Regions from separate parts of the Rattus norvegicus genome. Here region 2 is linked to region 1. The links are chromatin contacts, called in public Hi-C maps. All regions are on one chromosome and are shown on one strand. Each heading gives the region's core, a stretch centred on a gene start, on an enhancer-like site or on the middle of the called end of the contact. The rest is flanking DNA. Distances are from core to core; before and after follow the strand shown.

Region 1 (3,768 bases), core at 629-3,128:
GAAGTCCAGCTTTGCAAAAACAGAGCAGGCTGCAGGGCCAGGCAGGTGTGGCTAGCTGGGCCCAGCCTGGCTGTGCTGAGCAGGAAGTCCTTTTTAGGACTCAGCCGTTTGACGGATGAATGAGGCCTCAGTTGACCCACTGGGTAGCAGGATCTTGACTCTCTTCTTCTTCTTCTTCTTACTACTACTACTACTACTACTACTACTACTATTACTACTTATTGTTATTGTTGTTATTATTATTATTATTATTATTATTGGTGTTTTGCCTTTGGAGGATATTGCATTCCCCAAACTGGAGTTATACACAGTGGAAGTTTCCATATGGGTGCTGGGAATTGAACCCAGGTCCTCTGCGAGAACAGCAAGTGCTCTTAACCACACTGAGCCATCTCTCCAGTCCTGCTGGCTCCCTTCCTGATACTACCGGCCATTTCACAGGTAGGGAGGCTGAGTCTCAGATGATTAGGGTCCACAGCTAGTGAGAGGCAGAGGCAGTCTCTTCATTGGGGGTCTATCTCCCTACCCTGATTTCTCCCTCACGTGGTCCACAGGCCTTCATGTCTCACTCGTAACCTGGAGCTATCAGAAAATGCATCTCCCCAAGTGCTTCCCAATTCTGGTGGCACTGGCCTGTCATCCCAGCTGCTCAGGCGCCTGAGGCAGGGGGATAGAAAAACTCAAGGCCAGCCTGTGCTGCAAAGTAGGTTCGAGACCAGCCTGGGCCACTCTGCAAGACCTCAGCATGCATGGGACCCTGGGGTTAATCCCCAGCATCACAGAAAGAGACCAAGAAAGAGAAAGTACAAGGCCAGTCTGTCTACTTCCATTTCCCTTCCTGGTGACGGCGGGCAGGTGACTTTGTCTGTGTGATCTCTTCAGGAGTACTGTGAATGGAGTCAAGAGTGGGTAACAACATTGGGTTATATTCATAGTCGGTATCATAAGTGATTATTAAAGGTGGGCGGAGAATAGAGCGACGGCAAGACGCTCCCACATCGCCACCTTGGCTCAGCCCGTGGGTGGTGTCAAACTTGAGGTTAAGACAACCCTGAGTCTTGGCAGCTCTCTGGCAAGTAGCTCTCAGCTTGTAGGCTCTCACTGGACCTTCTGGAAAACAGGAGAGGAGGGCCTGTGAGCACTGCACACTACTTGGTCCCTAAACCCCTGATATTCATGGTAATAAGAGAGCACGGAGACTGGGGGCCGGAGACTGGGGGGCTGCTGAGACCAGCGTCCCTTCAGCAGTCGATCCTCCTGTGGCCATTTGGAAGCAGCAACACAGGCCTGGGCTGGGTGCCAGAAGGGACAGAATGTGGTTAGTTCCCTGTACCCCTTTGCTGGGGCAACAGCTGTGATAATGGCTTCGCTTCAGCCAGCACAGCAGGGCTGGGGCTGGGGGAGCGAGGGCTGCCTACCTGAGGGAACAGTGAGCCCTCTGTCCTCAGAGGAATTCAAGGCACCAAGCAGGGAAAAACCACATTGGGAGTTTGGCCCTTACGGCCGGCCGGGCTGGCTGAAGTGACCTCCACTCACTACCCTTTCTATCCCTGGGACTCTCCAACCCAGCGTCTGGAGGCAGCCGGATATAGTGTGGTTTTGTTTTGTTTTGTTTTATCACAGTTGGACCCCACCTGCACCCATGCTGACCTTGGCCAGTGCACTTTCTTTCTGCCTGAGCCTCCTCGAAAAGGATGTCTGGAGGGAGAATGCCACCCTTGTGACTCGGGGTTATCAGGACGGAGGGCGAGGACAGACAGAGATGGGGGAGAGCGGCTGAATAAGATCGCATTCAGACCTAAAGACAGGGTCAGCCTGGGTGGCAGCTGGAGGGAGGGTGGATGGGAGGGATCTTTTTTGTCACATCCAGGGCAGCAGCTGCTGAGCCCTCCCCTGGTGTGAACTATGCATGGGGAGGGAGGCTGGAATGTGGGCTGGGTGCCAGGCAGCCACAACGTCGTTGCCGTCGTTGCCGTCCTGTCCCTCGGATGTTGAGAAAAGGTGCTGAGCTCCAAAGCCTGAGTTTTGTTATCAGAGCTTGGTGACATTGGCTTTCCTGAACCAGGCCCAAGAGCCCCCAAGGGGAGCATCAGGCCCAGCCCCAGAGGCCTATGAGGAAGTGGGAGTCAGAGGGAGGAGTCCAGCTAGTAATATCCCACCTGCTGTGTGGAATTATCATTCCCCTGCCCTGGGCCCCAATTTTCCTCCATAAGCTGGTGGGCCAGGCTAGGTGGATGAACCCTGAGGGCCAACCTTTCCTTCCTGTATCCTCGGAGCCTCCTGGAGCCTCATTTCCAGCTCAGAAAGAAAGGCAGCAGGATGAGAGGGCCTCCCCAGCCTCGCCTCTCTCATGAGAACACCATCATTTCCCACAGTTGTTCACTTGCTTGGAGGTGTGGGGACAGTCTCCACTGTTACCCCCTTACAGGGAGGAAAGCAGGGCGACCAGGGGCTACCTGCTTAAGGCTCCAGTCCCCTACAGTTTAGCCAGACCCCCTAAGGTGCTGGATCTTTAAGTCAAGCCTAGAAGGGGGAGAGAATGCTAAGCCCCTTGGCCATCTATCCAGTCTGACTTCCTACCCCTCAGGTCACTCCACTCCTCCCAATTCTGTAGGGAGCTAGGCCTAGACCCCTTGGAGAAGCCAGCATGGGTTTGTTTGTACGACCGCCTTACCTAGACTCGAAAACTTTTTTTTTTCTTTTTTTCGGAGCTGGGGACCGAACCCAGGGCCTTGCGTTTGCTAGGCAAGCGCTCTACCACTGAGCTAAATCCCCAACCCGACTCGAAAACTCTTATGCAAACCTAGCTGACCTCAAACTCACTGCAATCCTCCTGCCTTAATCTTCCAGGTGCTGAGATTATTGACAAGGGTCATCACACCCAGCTCCAGCGTAGCGGGGACTTTTGTCCTGTTTTTCTCTTATAATTTAGTGTTCTGTGTCCGTGTGCGCACCTGACTGTGTCCGTGCATTATGTGATGCAGTACCGGGGATGGCCAGAAGAGGGCGACAGACGCTGTGGCGCTGGCGTTACAGGTGCTTGTGAACAAGCTGGGTGGCCCGGGTGCTGAAACCCGGTCCTCATGATTGAGCAGCAGTGCTTTGGGCCTCCAGGGTGGTTTTTATTAACCCAACGTCACTGCCGTTTTCATAGTAAGGATGTGAAATGCTCAGTGTAGCATCTGGTGTATGATCTTGATGGCAATGGCCGGTTTTAAGGTATTAAGCTCCTACTGTGTGTCTGGCCCTGTGCTGAGAGCCAACTTGAATCATCTCGCAATCCTTGCCTCACTTTCAGAGTGGGCTCTTTAATCTGCGTGGTAGACATGGTGAAAGTGGGGTTCTTGGGGTCAGGTGACCCCAGCAGGGCCACCCAACCAACAGAGGCAGGGTTGGGTTTTGAATACAGGGTGAGTATGCAGTCGACTTTTCTCTCAGGTCAGTCCTGTGAACTAGTCACCCATGTACACCTTTAGGGCCTTTGGGGAATGGTCACCTCCCCCAGGGTCACCTCCCACCCTGCACAAGGCTTCTTTTGGCTCTGTGTCACCTGGCTTGGTGATCGATGTTTTTCGGAACTGTAGCCAGCCCCCGCATCGTCCCCTGGAGACTGGAGTTGGCCTGGGTTGGAGCCCTGCCCTGGTAATTGAATGACCTTTGATTGATATAGACTGCGGTTTGAAGCGTGGCCTGGCCCAGCCTGAAGCTGCCAGAAACCAGGGAATCCACAACTCAACGTGATCTCCAAGTTTGGGCATGGCATGTGCT
Region 2 (3,768 bases), core at 435-2,934, 89 kb before region 1:
TGTGAGCCACCATGTGGTTGCTGGGATTTGAACTCAGGACCTCAGGAAGAGCAGTCGGTGCTCTTAACCACTGAGCCATCTCTCCAGCCCTCTGGATCATATTTTGACTGTGCATTGATCTCTCCATTGACTGACCTCCCTAGCATTCTATAGACTATTGTTTTCCCTGTAAGTCTATTACGTAATTACTATTACTACCCGGTTGGTTATTATGTAGCCAGCCTCCCTGCCGTTTGTTGAGGTTTCCTTTCCCTTTGACTCACAGTTTCTTTCATTAAGACTGGAGCCTGGGGTCTGGGGATTTAGCTCAGTGGTAGAGCGCTTACCTAGGAAGCGCAAGGCCCTGGGTTCGGTCCCCAGCTCTGAAAAAAAAAAAAAAAAAAAAAAAAGACTGGAGCCTGGGCTATGTACTGAAGGCAGAGAGAAGCTGCTGGAGGCCCGTGACTGAGGCAATGACTGCACTGGGTTGGTGGCCAGTTCTGAATGTGGAGATCAGAGCTGACTATGGCATTGCAACAGTCATTGCTGTCTGTTCTCTCAGCCCACTGGACCTGGAAGCTGTTGTACCCATTTGACAGATGAGGACGCAAAGGTTGAGGGAGCATCTCGGAGCAGAATAGTTTGTGTGAAAGCATACGCTCAGAGAGGGGTAAAAACCATGCCAGAAGCCTCATTTACGGGACTCATCATTGCGGGCGACACCGCCTCTAGTCACACGTGACTAGAAATGGAAACTGAAATTAAATTCATTTTAAAATTCAAATCCTCCATAGTCATATTTAAAAATAAAATGGTATTTTTAAATTCAATTGAAAGCCCACCCCCTCCACTGAGCCAGGGTGTGAATTTAAAACTGGGTGTCCCTAAGCACTTTGGTCATCTAGGGCTTATGGGAGGAAGCTGATTCAGACGCCCTTGCTCATGTCTGGGTGGGTCCCAGCAGCACCGTCAAGAATGCTCTAGAAGGAAATAAATTGGAGGAGAGGAGAGCAAAGGTCATCAGTGCCCAGCCCGAGGTCGTATACAGGATGGGGACCTAATAAACCTCTGAGGACTAAATCCACTCCTAAGTATCTCTTCTGTGTGGCAGCAATGGAGGGACAGGGCAGGCAGGACACTTAAGGGCCAGGGCGGGGCTGGGCTGTGACTGAGGCTGGTTCTGCGGCTTTGAGCTGGGAAGAAGGGAGGAGAACACTAAGTTGGGGATACAGAGCAGGTCCAAGGCCAGGCACTGAATTCCAGCCTCCTTAATTAGAGCTGGGAGGACCTGCAGGACAAGCATTGAGGACCAAAGCTGTGAGCAGGCTTCTCAGGCAGCCTGAGTCTGAGAGGCTCTTCGCTGCCCCACGGGGCTCTGGAGAAAGTGCTGGAGTGTACATTTGGGGTGCACCCCTCTCCAGACCCCAATAAGAGGCTTGCGAGGCTGCTTCAGCATGAAACCCCTTCCTTTAAAGACATACCCCTACCTCTAATACAGGGCTAGAGCCGTGGTCCCCAGGGAAGTGGGACAGACAAGTCAGGAAGAGGAAGGGACAGATGTGGGAGGGAGCAGAGGGGTAATGAGGAGTGAGTGTGTTCTAAATGCATTATAATCACGGATGAACAGGCCCTCCAGAAGCCCTTTCTGTCTCACATCTACTGATTTGGAAAAAGTGGTGGTGAATAGGGATGCAGTGCATCTGATGGCCAGCAGAGGGTAGCATTGAGCACTTTTGAGGGAGTAAGTAGCCACGCCCCAGACCCCCATCCCTTTTGAATTCCTTCCGCAAGTTCCATCTCTTTCAAAGTGTTGCTTGGCTGACCTCCCCGAGTGGTCCCCACTGATGACTTATTCAGAACAGCCTTCCTAATAACAACATTTACGAAGCCCCCTGCGGACTCAAAGTATGAGAATAGTGGTCGGTGGTTTATCTTGCAGTTTTACAAGTAACAGCCAACAGTAACGCACCCAGAGCAGTTATAAAATCTCATCACTACTCCAAACACTCTTAACCCCACGGTAACTCAAGACAGTCCTAGTCCCCCCACCCCCACCCCCGTGAAACACCGAGTCACAGACCAACAAAACAACCCCCTGAAGTCACATGACCTAGTAGGGACTGCCCTCAGATTCAGGCTTGGGGTAGGTCTAACTCAGCCCAGCCCAGGGAGTAAAGAAAGCCTGGTGCTTGGCCCCGGGGGGGGGTGGGGGGGGCGGCGAAGCCTCATTAGAGGGCTTCCTCACCAGACTCCCTGTAGACCCCTGCTCCGTGTGGGCTGCCCTGGGACACCCCCTACCTCCAGCCATTGGATCTCACAGAGGGCTCTCCCCGAGGCTGCCTCACGGCCACTTTAGCAGCAGCTAGCACATGCTCTGATCATCCTTTCAGGTTGAAGAGAAGCTTCAGGAAGATTCCAGAAGGAAATTGCTTCAGCTGCAAGAAATGGGGAACAGAGAGAACCTCATTAAAATGAATTTGGAAAGGGCAGTAGGCCAGGTAGGAGCGTTCCGCAGCCCCCCTTGCTGGACCACGTTCCCTGGGGATCTCCTACACCCAGGCAGCCAATTCCGGTGTCAGAGCGGGGTGGGGCGGAACAGGGTGTGATGCATTTATCCTGGTCTTTTCTTGGTGGTCATAAGGACATGCCTCTTCTTTAAATAAGAAAGCCGGGTTGGGGATTTAGCTCAGTGGTAGAGAACTTGCCTAGCAAGTGCAAGGCCCTGGGTTCGGTCCCCAGCTCCGGGAAAAAAAAAAGAAAGAAAGAAAGCCCTGAGTATATAAAGTCCATGCTAGACAGAGGTGATCCTGGTCAGGGTAGAGAGAGAGTCCTCGCCTGGCTGGGCAGGAGGGGAGAGCCAATGAAAAGCCAAGAGCAGAGGCCTAAGCAACCCAGGACATCCACTTTAGGTTGGGAATCTCTGCCAACCCCCCACCTGGTGGTGCTCAAGGCACACTTTGTATTCTGAGATGCTTCTGTGTCTGGGAGGGGCATCTACTCTACTGTAGCAGGGTCTCAGAAGGGCGGTTAGTCACCTCAAAAAAATACTAAAAACCATAATTCCATCTTGTCCTGCATCAAAGCCACACAATTTCTATTTCTATGGCAATCCAAGCCCTAACCAGGTTGTGTAATCAGGCTTGGTCCCCACACTCGGGACATGTGAGGTAGACTCAATCAAATGGTGATCATCAGACAGACTTTAAAGCTTGTCATCAAATAACCCATCACACTGTGATTTCTCTAGTAGGTCCTCAGTCCCTTGTCTGTCACATGGTCCCTGTGCTGCCCCCTCATCTCCTTTGCTGCCTGGTAGCACCCCCCGCCCACCAGTACACCTGAACTGAGTGTTCCATGCTTCTTGTCCAGAGACCTCCATTTCAGTTCCAAGCTCGGTCACCTAAAGGATCATGAGACAGCTCTATGCATAGACTCCAGGGGGAGGGAATCAGCCCTCCTCCTGCCTCCCGGCCTTCTCACTGTCTGTTTACCTCAAGGCCTGGCCCACCTGACAATCTCAGCCCAGTCCACTGTCTCCAACTCCCAGCACAGCATCTAAACACCTGTCACCGCATCCCTCACTATAAGCAGTCATCCCTGTATTCAGTCCCTCTGGTGGCGCCAGGGGCCCTCGCATGCAGGGCTTCCCCATATAACCAACCTCTTGGCTGGCTTGACCCTCCTTTGGCCGTGAAACCAGAGGATAGCTTGGGGCTCATGGCTTGAAAGTCTCCTGTATTGTCACTGTCTCTGTTTGCCCAGAGTTCTGAGTTCTGCGGACAGCTCTGT

The links. A called contact is a pair of places that touch in the nucleus more often than the background predicts.
Region 2: a Hi-C map of the A7r5 cell line shows a contact between it and region 1, with 3 times the contacts expected there. The contact joins two enhancer-like sites. A contact is called at or near these places in 12 of 12 Hi-C or Micro-C datasets (the A7r5 cell line, the Rat2 cell line, Schwann cells and 7 more) and 1 of 1 datasets of contacts at active chromatin or transcription factors (oligodendrocytes).

The regions. Positions count from the first base shown.
Region 1 is chr5:159,451,106-159,454,873 of GRCr8, reverse strand. The region is part of intron 1 of Efhd2 (EF-hand domain family, member D2); the gene reads left to right. LOC120103027 (a long non-coding RNA gene) reads left to right here. Exons shown (of 2, transcript XR_005505082.2): 1 at 1-441; 2 at 555-2,687. Among named protein-coding and RNA genes, the nearest start is that of Efhd2, 7.0 kb to the left of the region's middle. Within about 2 kb of position 1,878, at least 34 of the 93 cell types and tissues checked have an H3K27ac peak or open chromatin away from gene starts, as enhancers often do. A contact at or near this core is called in the A7r5 cell line, where this site is marked.
Region 2 is chr5:159,539,462-159,543,229 of GRCr8, reverse strand. It overlaps Fhad1 (forkhead associated phosphopeptide binding domain 1), which reads left to right. Exons shown (of 33, transcript NM_001044268.2): 11 at 2,370-2,477. Among named protein-coding and RNA genes, the nearest start is that of Fhad1, 52 kb to the left of the region's middle. Within about 2 kb of position 1,684, at least 10 of the 93 cell types and tissues checked have an H3K27ac peak or open chromatin away from gene starts, as enhancers often do. A contact at or near this core is called in the A7r5 cell line, where this site is marked.